Linked DNA regions of Mus musculus: region 1 is linked to region 2. A link is a contact called in public HiCAR-type data. All regions are on one chromosome and are shown on one strand. Each heading gives the region's core, a stretch centred on a gene start, on an enhancer-like site or on the middle of the called end of the contact. The rest is flanking DNA. Distances are from core to core; before and after follow the strand shown. Region 1 has its middle 52 kb from the start of Hdac2. Region 2 overlaps Hs3st5 (heparan sulfate (glucosamine) 3-O-sulfotransferase 5).

Region 1 (6,017 bases), core at 899-3,398, 380 kb before region 2:
ATAGATGGGGTGGGCTTCAGGGATGGTAGGTTCAGCAGTTGTACAGCTTTATCACACATCGGTTATTTTCCATCCAGAGTTAGCCCCATCCTTAAAATGTGTATCAGCTTGGGTACCAAGCTTCTATTTGCATGTGTAGTGGGAGAAAGAAAGGTTCAGTGAGGTATATGCCTTTATCAGTTTCTTGGCTACTCTTGGTCACAGGTCCAGCCTGGGACAGTAACTATGGCCATAGAAGAGCCATAGTTCAGCCTCTGTAACTGTTTATCGTACCAAGAATGGCTTACACTCAGAGACAGTGTGACCCTTACAGTCCTGGAGCTGTTGTTGGTTACCACTCAGAAGCTGTTGGGTTATATTTGTTTGTTTGCTTGGTTTGTTTTTTTGACTATTCATCTGACAGCATGGCTTTCTACCCCACAGTATCGGCCAATCACCATTGTCTTATTTGTTGCAGTGCATAAAAATCCTGAGAAGCTCAAATTAGTTCAGACCAATTCCACCTTCCAGGTGAGGTAAGGGCTGTTCTCAGAAATGTGGTCTATGTGCACCAGAAATGCAGCTTTCAGCCACAGCATTGCAGCAGGGAAGCAGGGGTGGAGTCTGGGGTAGGGGGTTGGTAAGGATGAGGGCTGGGAAAGCTCAGACCCACATGACAGAGATAATACAAGACTTGATGACCTTTATCAGATATGTACATGGTACTTCAGAGTTTCCTCAAAACAATTGATTGAAAAATACTTAAAATGGCCAAGAAGATTGCAAAGTCAAGAAAGGACATAGTCTGCCAGGGAAGATTATGGTTTAAGTAAGACATACTGAGGGGTTTGCCTATTATCTTGTTTTATCCAGTATACAGGTTATGAATATCTATCACTCGTTCCCAAAACTTCAACATATTTAATAGAGGGTAAAGACACACTATGCTTACACATAGGTACCAAGAGAAGACGTCATGTCAGGCATTGACTATCATATGTACTCTTCATGAGTGAGGACAGTTGTAATGCCAATTTTACAGATGAGATATGAAAGGTTAAGTAATTTCTTCAGAAAACACACAGCCTGTAAGCCTGAATCTATGATGCAGTCCCAAGAGTGCTAACTGATTCAGTGTCTTGCTCTAGTTTACAAAATGTTCAGCATTATAAATCTTAGAATCATACTGTGCCATGAAGTACAAAGTCCTACACGGGGTGCCAGGAACCACAAAGCACAAATAATCACACAGGTGTTTACCTTTGATTGCAACTGAACCCTGCCCTTCCTGCCTATCATTATCATACCACCATCATCACCATCATCACCATCATCACCATCATCATCACCATCATCACCATCATCATCACCATCATCACCATCATCACCATCATCATCATCACCATCAGAGATAGGGGCTCATTTAACAGCCCTAGCTGGCTTGGAACTTGCTATATAGGCTCGGTTGGCCTCAAACTTGCAGCAGTCTTCCGGCTTCTACATCCCAAGTATTGTAGTTGTGCACTGTGGCATTTGACTTAATCCTGGTGCTTACTTTCTGAAATCCTGAAATCATTGCAGGATGTTCTGGAGGGGAGTGGCAGGCTGCCCTGGTAGAAGAGCCTGGCCTACTCTAGGATGACTCTGACTGGACTCAGGATTAGGTACAGACCACTCCCAAATATAAATTACTAAGCACAAAACAGATGCAAAAAGGTCCATTATTAAGCTAGCAAAGAGACAGGGGCGGGGGCGCTGAATCTGAATTGGGCAGACAAAGTGGCAGCAATTAGCTTTGCAAGTGTTAATTTTTAGAGAATGAGCTAGGACTAGGTTGTGTTGCTAAGTTCTGATTGGGTATTTTAATTAGGTTAGTCAAAAGAATGGATTTTGATTCCTGGACCTTGGGGTTTTGATAGTTGGGTCTTGGTAATGAGTCTCAGGAATAAGTCAGTGGTCAAATAAGGGAATGGACTTTTGTGGGGCATTGAGCTATACACAGACAGTCTGGTTTCCAGTCGAGCTGAGATGAACCCTGGGACCTGGTGATGATAATCCACCTACATTGGATGGAAGGCATTTTCTCATGTCTCCTGGACCCTGGCTCTTGTTGAAGTTACCGCACCCCTCAGCCCCCACATGAGAAGCATGGTTAGTCACGTAGACAATGTCCCAAGCTTCTGACCTTCAGGCTAGACTCCTCCCCAGTTACCTAGCAACAGGAAAGATAGTAGCATACTTTAAGAGGGGCTGTTTGGCCCCACCTCACTCTCTCACTCTCTCTTTGTCTTCTCCTCTCTCCTCTCTTCCTCTCTCTCCCTCTTACTCTCTAGCCTTTCTTCTCTCTCTCTCCTTTTCCCCTTTCTCTCCTCTTGCCTATGGCTGGTCTCTCTCTTTCTTGCTGCCTTTCTATAATAAAGCTTTAAAACCATAAACTGTCTCTGTTCTTCAAGGTCTGCTGCACAGACACTTGCCTGTGTGGGAACCTCTCTCCCTCATCCCTTTCTTCCATAACTCCAGGGCTACAGGGTGTCACTCCGGGGTCCCAGGTTGGGGGCTGCCCCTTGTTCACCCCCCACCCCCCCATAGAGTGGGGTCAGTGGCTTAGATGCCCACCCGGGCTGAGCGGAAAGCGTCCGGCAGCCCTCCTGCATCCGCCTGCCCAGAGCATAGGAGGAACTCTGGTGGGGCATGGGCTATCCTCCCTTCCCCCTTTCCACAGCTCCCTTTGAGTTCCCACAGACCTTGGTGGCTAGCTCTAGAAATGTCATCTAATAGTTAAGCGAGGCGAAGAAAGGTAAAGGCAAAAACTCTTGGCTCCATGTTTCCCATGCTTGAGTGTGTGTTTGCCATGGTTTGGCCTGTTAGAGCCCCTCAACAGTGACTGCTAAATTTTGTCTATAAGGTCCAATAGATGCAAAGTTTATGATAACTGATACAGACACACTGGAAGAAAACCAATCTTAAAATGATCTCTTACTAGGAAGGCAAGTCTTCCTTCCTTCCTTCCTTCCTTCCTTCCTTCCTTCCTTCCTTCCTTCCTTCCCATCTTCATAGCGTCTCACAGCATATTCTGGCTGATCTGGAATTCATCATGTACACCAAGCTGGCCTTCAGCATATAGAGGTCTGCCTGAGTCTGCCTCCAGAATTAAAGGCACGTATCACCCCTCCTAGTTGCATGAGTGGGTGCACAGAGGGAACAGCTATATTTGTGACTCAATATAGGTGACGGAGATCTCCATTCATTCCATCACCATGTCTCTGCCTCCTCCTTCCTTCCTCTTCTTCCTCTTTCTCTTCTTCTCTTCCTTTACCCTCTCCTTCTCCTTTTCATATACTTCTTTCCCTCCTCCTTCTATGTGTAAGCATGTATGTATGTATGTGTGTGTGTGTGTGTGTGTGTGTGTATGCATGTGTGGTATGAGTGTATGGTGAGGTACACATGTAACTGTGTGCACATGCAGCTATATGCATGTGGAGGTTAAAGATTAATATTGAGTATCTTTCTTGCTTGCTCTCCACCTTATATACTAGAGCAGGGTCTGTCCTTGAAGACTAATTCAGTTAGTCTAGCTAATCAACTTGCTCTAGGAATCTCTGGCCTCTATCCCTCAAGGGATAGGATTACCAGTGGGTCATCTCAGCCACCCAGTTTTTACTCAGGTGATGGAGGTCCTAATTCCAGTCCTAACATTTTTCTCAAGCGTCAACAGCAAACACTTGACCCACTGAGGCATCCTCCAGTCCCTAGGCCTGTGTTTCCTCTTTGTGCTATGAAGTGAACTGGATTACTGCTATACTATGGAACTAAATTTGATTTGGGCTAACTCCTGCTGCTTTAAACTACACATTTGGCTGTCTGTCTTGGTTCAGTTGCTGATGTATGGGGCTCCAGGAGGCACAATTCCACTTGAAATCCTACCTAGGCTTAGAGACACACAGCTCACCAAGCCTTTGCTCCTGCTGGAAAATTGCTACTTAATGCTTTCCATAGACCAGGTGTATATTTTACACTTTCAGGAATCTTTTTTTTAAAAAGAGGAAACATTTTCCTTCATTTTACAGATCAGAGGAAGATTAAAAAACAAACAAACACCAATTACCTTTGGCAAATGGCAATGCCTGGCAAGAACCCAGGTTTGCCTGGCTCTGCAGCAAAGATCTCTATACCTTACCTGTCTGCAGGGCCCTAAGAGCCCTGGGCTCATTCTCCATACCCCTTTCCACCTCTCACTGTCTAGACAGAGGGGGAAGTCAAGCAAATCAGAATCTCTGCCATTCCCTTCTCATTTAAATCCATCCATTTTTTTTTAAATAAAAAAGTAACTCTATACTTACATAAATATTGTCAGAAACAATTTAAAGCAAGAAAAATTAATTAAGGGATTAAGGATAGTACTGCATCATTTAACTGAGAGACAGGTGCTGTCAATCCCAGGTCAGTATTGCTGGATGATTGCCGAGTTCTAAGCTTTTTCTCTGCTCACTGCCGTGTGTTCCCTCTCCTGTACTTCCTTACCAGCCTGACAATGAGGTCCTCGGATGCTCTGGGCTAAACCTTCAAGTATTATGGCATTAAGGATTTAAATTGACCACACAGCTCAATGTGTGATGAAAATATGAAATAGCTACCAGACAAGTGAAGGCAATTTTGGAGTGCATTAATAAATAATTGTGCTGGAAAAGGTTCTGCAGTAGTTCAGATATGAAACTTTTATAAATAACTATAAAACAGTGTGAGGCCATATGCTCAAATACAGTCACAAAGTAAAACAGAAAGAAAAAGAGTCTAGAAGAGGGAATGACCTTTGAGAAAGGCACTGAAATACTGTTGGAAGTTTGACAGGTAGACATTGAAGCCAGACATCTTAGGCTGGGTGCACACTGATGGTCCAGGCAAAGCAAAAGAAGGAAACTACATGATATATCTGTGGAAAAGTTATATATAGCCAATATGATGGGTCAGTGGGGACAGGTGCTTGCTGCCAAGGCTGATCTGAGGTTTATCCCCAGAATTCACAAAAAGAGAATCAAGTCCTGAATGTTGCCCTCTTCCTCCTCATGCATGCTATAGATCTCAGCTAGTTAACTAACTAATTAACTAACTAACTAACTAACTAACTAACTAACTGTGGTCGTTTGAATAGGTTTGATTCCCATAAACTAATTGTTGAATGCTTGGCTCTCAGGGCATGGTACTATTAGGAGGTGTGGCCTTGTTGGAGTAGGTGTGACCTTATTTGAGGAAGTACATCAGTGTGGTGGTGAGTTTGAAGTTTCCTGTGCTCAAGGTCTGCCCAGGTTTCCCATGCTCAAGCTCTACCTAGTGTGCAACATAGTCCTCTTCTGCTACCTGCAGATAAAAATGTAGAACTCTTGGCTACTCCATGTATGCCTGCATGCTGCCATGCCTCCCACAATGATGATAATGGATTGAACATCTGAAGCTGTACGCCAGTGCCAATTAAGTATTTTCCTTTGTAAGAGTTGTCGTGGTCATGGTATACCTTCACAGAAATGACATCCTAACTAAGACACTAACTAACTAAATATAAATGTAATTTTAAAACATTAAGAAATAATGTAAGATTAGTTTGGGTCAGGGTTATAGCTCACTTGGTAGAGTGCTTGAATAATAAGCATGAGACCTTAAGTTTGATCCCAGTGCCTAATATACTGGGCATGTTATAAAGAGGCAGATATAGGGAGATCAGAAGTTCATGGTCATCCTTGGTTACACAGAAAATTCGAGGTTGGCCTTAGCTACCTACGATTCGGTGTGTTAACTCCTTTTCTATTGCTTCAATAAAGCACCATGAGCAAGGTGACCTGTAGGAGAAAGAGTTTATTTGCGATTATGGTTCCAGTGGGTTAGAGTCCATGATGGCAGAGTGGACGCGTAGTAACAGGAGCAAGAAGCTGATAGCTGACCTTTTGAACCACAAGCAGGAAGCAGAGCGTAGCCACCCTCAGAGACATACTTCCTTTCACCAACTTCACATCCTCTAAACCTACCCAAACAGTGCCAGCAACTGG
Region 2 (6,134 bases), core at 519-3,018:
CAGCTCTCTCATAGGCGACTATCTGCTCACCACCACTTAAGTATGTCTGCCAAGTTTAAGAGAATGGAAGGGCAGTCAAGGACATAAAAGGATCTTTTAAAGGAAAAAGCAGCCTCATGGATAATTAAACACCATTCCCAATGTTAAAACGACACTGTGTATTCATTAGATTTTTGTTGGCTTTCCATATCATCAGTGACTCACTAAGTTGGCTATTCAAGCTGCAAACCTCACTGTCTGCTGCTGCTTTTCTCTCCAATATTAGCCAGTGTTTGAAGTTTTCAGAATGGTTTTGAGTTATTCCTGCCAAAGTGTCATCCTGAAGGCTATACTTTAGAAGTATGTATTCATCTAATGGGAGATGAGCACATATGTGTGTGTGTGTGTATGTGTGATATGTTAAATGAGGTAATAAGAATGATCACTCATTTTAGTCAACATAATCTTCAAAATGTCGTCTCAAGGTAAGAGTAACCTAGGCCTGCTGGGAGCCACAGAAAATGATTATTAAGTGATCAATGGATTATGGCAGCATGTGAGAAATACTAAGCGAAGGTCATGCTTAAGTTTATAAATGATAGAGTTACCTGGCTTTATTTCTTCACTGTGGCTATAAGCAAAATTAAACTATCAATCATCTTCCAACTTAAGTAAAACATAGGACAATAATTCAGATACATAGATGCCAGGCTAAAATACATTAAACCATCCAAAAAGCAATGAGGAATAATGAAAACTCTTACAAAAAAATTACGGAGCAGATATTTGGGGTACAATATGTGTCTGGAAACAAAAATTAGTCTGGGTAAGCTTCAGTTCAGTGATTTAGTGATCAAAAACTTCTTTCCAGTCCCCTTTTCATGCTCTTCTTTGCCATGAGAGCATTGGGCTGCATCTTCAGCCTCAATTCTTCATCTCACGCCCAAGTCACACTGTCTTTATTATTCATAGGAAGAACATGCCATACTTTCTCAACTTATCAATAGATCAACAACATTGACACTACTCTTACTGAATTAGGTTTGAACTTATTTAAAACGTTCCTAATTAGGAAGAGGACCAAGGGAGAAGGGGAGACAACAGTGTAAGCAAAGTACAATGATACTTACATATAAAAATGTTAAAAAAAAAAAAGGAAAAGAAAGAAGGAATGATGGAATGAAGGAAGGAAAGGGAGGGAAGGAGGGAAGGAAGGAAGGAAGGAAGGAAGGAAGGAAGGAAGGAAGGAAGGAAGGAAGGAAGAGAGGGAGGGAGGGAGGAAGTGCCACGGATGGATCGGGCCCAGTTGGCCTCTCTCTATCCGTGTGGAATCAGGGTTTCAGACAGATGGGCACAAAGAGTCGGTGAGAATTGACAAACAGACCCAGACAAGGGAGTGTTGAATCTGAATGTATTTTCTCCTAAAGAACACCAGCCTTTTAATACAGAAGAAAAACAAGAAAGCCAGGCGAACATATCCACCAAGTTACAGTGACACAAAACAAAAAAGAATGCATACATAAAAAGATGGTGTGGAGCCAGGCCATGTTTACCACTGAGAATAGGAACAATCCTTAATTAAAAAGATCTGCTAAACACAGGAGCCAGGTGAATGCTCTGATGCAATGCTAGTCTATTGTTAAACCCACCACCAGGGGTTCTTTAGTAAATACCTGATTATGCTATTCCTCTGGGCCTAGTGAAAAAAAAACCTGGACCAGGGAGTTCTACTAACCCTTTCATGTGACAACTCACCCATTTCCTAGACCATTTTGTATTCCTGTTTGGGTGTGATTCGGCTATTGTCCTAAGTAATTACTATGCAGACTAGCCCTGAGCTTTCAAGCTCTAGTCAAGTAAATTGTAATGCCTGATTATTTTCACTGTCTCTACTAGAAGTAAATTTGAGTGTTACCAAATTGGTAACATTCTTACTGAATTCCAAGCTCAGGGTCAGCTTCAAGGGCTGCCTAGGACATTGGAACACAGGCAAAGGCTTAGCTATATGTCAAAATCAATCCTAAAAGGCACTTATAATAAAACAATACTGAAAGAGAGCACATGGATCCATGCACCAGACTAACGCAGGGACAGGTTTTGAGTATACAGCTATGGGAATGCCAAGGTTCCAGGAGGCTGTTTCCGTGAAACTCGCCTCGTGACTGCTTACAGGCTTTTAGGCCTGCCAAGCAGACTTCACTGGAGTGGACGTAGCAAGGAAGGAAGGAAGGAAGGAAGGAAGGAAGGAAGGAAGGAAGGAAAGGAAAGGAAAGGAAAGGAAAGGAAAGGAAAGGAAAGGAAAGGAAAGGAAAGGAAAGGAAAAGAAAGGAAAGGAAGAAATTTAAGGAACTTTTAAAGGAAAATTAAAACCAAAACAAAACAGGAATGATTGGGCTTCAGTAGACATGTGATTCTCTGTTGGCTTCAGAAAAGAGAAAATAACTTATTGAATAACAATTCTATCCATAGGCATAGCCATTCTAATGTAACAGATATAAAAATCCCTGGGCAAAACACAAGATTTAAGAAGTGTTTCTGACTGATATCCATTCAATCAGCAGTTACACAAAAGTCAGTAAAATGAAAAACAAAAACAAAAACAAAAACAAAAACAAAACCACCATTCTGATATGGTATGGATAAGGATGCAATCAGAGGAATACATGATGACTTCTTTTCACATGGCATCATATGTTAAGGACTTGTGTTTTCTTCAGTCTTGTCTTTAGTGAATGGATTCTTAGGTACAATATTGGCCTACTAATAAAATGTGGCATCCTTATAGGTCAATTTTATTGCCTCTCCACTATACATTTATATAAAATGAATGCGCCCTCTAGTGGCTAGTGGTGATTTATTTTAGATTTGAGTACCTTCCTCCATAGCACACACTAAATGGTCTGTAATCATTAATTCTCAAGGGGGGTGGGACATCTTCCTGGAGACGAGGATGGAGGGCTGGGGGGGGGGGGGGAATGAGGAACTGTCAGAGGGCAGTCTGCAAGAGGGATAACAACTGAACTTTAAAAAAAAAGATAATTTTTTAAAAATGTTTTTGATTTTATAGGTATTATCAATCATTCCTATGATGATAGACATTTAAACCTGTATAACTTACATCTTTAAAAAATAATGAATCTTTTATTATATGTTATCATCAATAATAATATTGCAAAAATAATTACAAAAAAATTCAAAGCGTAAAAGTGTAGGAAGTTAGGAAGGTATCTACTATTTTATATGCTTACAAATCTACTTAACACATATATGGCTTATTCACAATCTGTCATAAATGCCTCAGTAGTCGGTGTGTTCTAACATTACATTTGTGTTGGTAGAGAAATAAAAAATTGAGCTCACATAATTCTGCAAGTGGAAAAGGAAAGAGTGATTTAATACCTTTCATGTAATTTTGAGCATCATTCTTTCTACTACAGCAAAAGTTGACAAGCAATAGTGTCTTAAAGGGTAGTTGTAATGTGGAATCTGAAACTATATCAATCAACTCCAGCATATTAAAATATATTGACCTATTTTTCACTTTGAATGGAGTTTTAGCAAGCATAAATTATAAAGTAATGCATTGGACTCTTACAAAGTACTGGTGTTATTTCTGAAGATTTTCTACCTGTTGACACATTTCTTTATTCAAAATTCACATTTATTAATACAACCAGTTACTTCATCAGAAAAGCTGTCACACTAATGGTGTCATAAGCATAGATTTTTTTCTAGTACTTTTTCTTGAAATCTGGAACCCTATATAAACAAATATTATCAACTTTGATCATTTCTTGACAAAATATCTGTAAAATAGCTAAGTATGAATGATGCTACAATGCTAATCCTTTTTTTTTACAGTAAAATAACTAGTACAATGAAAATGTGGCTAGTTCAGCTAGCAACTCAAATAATCCACCTGAGCCTTTCTCTCAAGAAAATATTTGTATTGGTGTATGCAGAACAAATGTTTTGTATGTATACTCGATTTCAGTACATAGTGTATTAATAAAAGCATATTCAAGGGTTGATAATATAGTTAGTAACTTGTACTCTTTCATTACATTCCTAGGTAAAGTTGTCTCCTTCTACTCTCTTCTCAGTATGAATGCATGACAATCAGTTTGGAGCAACTCACAAATGAGTTTTGTCCCAATCATGCAAATAGCAATGTAATGAAAAGAAAAAAAATAGCTTTGTCTTTTAAGAATCTCTGGCTAGTGACTAGAGGTAATCAGGAGTCTATGGGCCATACTTTGAAAGTTTTCCCCTATATGTTCACTATTAATCATATAACCATAAAAATGATTATAGACTAAATAGTCTCATTTAACCCTAGAAGACAAAGAGGTAACTGCTAAAAATGTGCCAAGTTTTATTCAGAAATCTAGTGTAAATAAAAATGTAATAAATGATTTATAACATGGGAATCCGAGTCAGAGACCTGATAGTCCTTATCTGTTTCTGAGTTTGCTAGAAATCATCATCCTGAATGCTCAACACCCATGCCCTGCCTGTGAAACATAAGATAAAATTGCTTCTTTGCTTCATTTTAAAAATCTCTTCATTCCTCCTGAAACCTATTTCTGACCACCAAAGAACAGGTAGCAGTAGGAGCTGTTGCAGACTGGGGGAAGGATATGGGAAACCTGTATACAATTAGCTGAAGTAGCAAGAGCAGAATAAACATATTCCATACTTGTTAAGCAAGGGACATTATCAGGAAATGCCAATTACACTTCTATGCTTGTTGATATAGGAAGTTGAAATTAAGATTGTGGGTTCTGAGAGAAAATTCTATATTTTGATTCCTAAGCCCACGTATTCTATTATATCCATAGTGCAGGTCTAGATCTAAGTTGGCTAGGACATCTTTCTGATTGTTACAGGATGCCTGTGGCTACATAGTACTATGGTCAGTGCTTAAATCATATCAACACTATTATTCTTTCTTTTATGAGAATAGTGAAGAGGGTCACATTTGAAGAACGTGTATTACAACTGGACTTACTTTTTTTCCTCACATAAATATCTATTGAGTATTACACTAAGATTTTTAAGGACTACACTAAAATCCCCTGTTTGATATAACAAAGAGATGTCTAAGAGTTTTATTGCTATATTAAAACTTAATATAGAAACTAAGATTAAAATTGGATTTATTGATGCTGGTCTAAAATACGAACTTAGAAGACATTCATAAAATAATTTTGATATTAAAGCCCATGTAAAATACAACATATCATATGTAAATTCTACTTTAAATTATCTCCCCATAAAGGTAAAGGGTGAAAAATTTGCATTTAAAAGTAAGAAGCAGATGAATGAGCATTTACTAGTGAGATGAGGTTAGCTTTTTTTTAATGGACAGCATGATTTTGATAGTAACACAGCCTGGAAAACATGAAAATATTATCATTTTACATAGCAGGAATGTGAGGTGAGGTAGTATTTATCCTCAACAATATTCATGTTTATCAGCTTTGTGTTGTGTGACTTATGAGTGATTTATGAGTTTTGACCATTTTGATACACACTCTATTCAGATTTTTAACGTAATTACTTGATTTTCTGTATTAAGACTAAAGCAGTAAAAGTCTTACTGTGTTGATTCATGGTGGATGCTTAGAAGTTGTGTGAGAAAAACTGATTAACTGGGACAACATATATCCTGCCACCAATCATGGGAAAGAAATAAGTAAATAACAGAATAGTTTTTATTTCATGGAGTAAGACTAAATGTCTATTAAAACACTGAGCTGAATTTTACCCACTATTAAGTATAAAATTTATCAGGAGTAAACTGAAATTTTACAGCTCTTTTTCAATCCTAAGTCTATTAATAACTTTCTTACCTCTGTTCGACTGGTTTGCATAGTGCAAAATATTCTCATTTTATACCTACTTCATAGTTCACTGACCACTTCATTATAAATAAAAGAAGGAAACAGATCTTTCACAATATTTTGACCTAGCCACTGAAGTGTATAGGGTTTGTTTCAGAAGCCCAAGTAAAGAGACAGGAGCTATAGACATGGCAATGAAGTGATTCTCCTAGTGGCTCTCCCATGCCAGAAAAAAACTTGATATGCCCTGGGAGACATCCTCACCCCTGGTAGCTGAGGCCCACTTGTCATGGAGGACCTAGGATTCTC

What was found. HiCAR-type assays count read pairs that join an accessible place to other places.
Region 1: a HiCAR-type map of embryonic stem cells shows a contact between it and region 2, with 5 times the contacts expected there. The contact joins two enhancer-like sites. A contact is called at or near these places in 1 of 484 Hi-C or Micro-C datasets (granulosa cells) and 1 of 115 datasets of contacts at active chromatin or transcription factors (embryonic stem cells).

What each region holds. Positions count from the first base shown.
Region 1 is chr10:36,920,027-36,926,043 of GRCm38.p6, reverse strand. No RefSeq gene overlaps it. Among named protein-coding and RNA genes, the nearest start is that of Hdac2, 52 kb to the left of the region's middle. Within about 2 kb of position 2,148, at least 4 of the 459 cell types and tissues checked have an H3K27ac peak or open chromatin away from gene starts, as enhancers often do. A contact at or near this core is called in embryonic stem cells, where this site is marked.
Region 2 is chr10:36,543,510-36,549,643 of GRCm38.p6, reverse strand. The region is part of intron 1 of Hs3st5 (heparan sulfate (glucosamine) 3-O-sulfotransferase 5); the gene reads right to left. Among named protein-coding and RNA genes, the nearest start is that of Hs3st5, 40 kb to the right of the region's middle. Within about 2 kb of position 1,768, at least 7 of the 459 cell types and tissues checked have an H3K27ac peak or open chromatin away from gene starts, as enhancers often do. A contact at or near this core is called in embryonic stem cells, where this site is marked.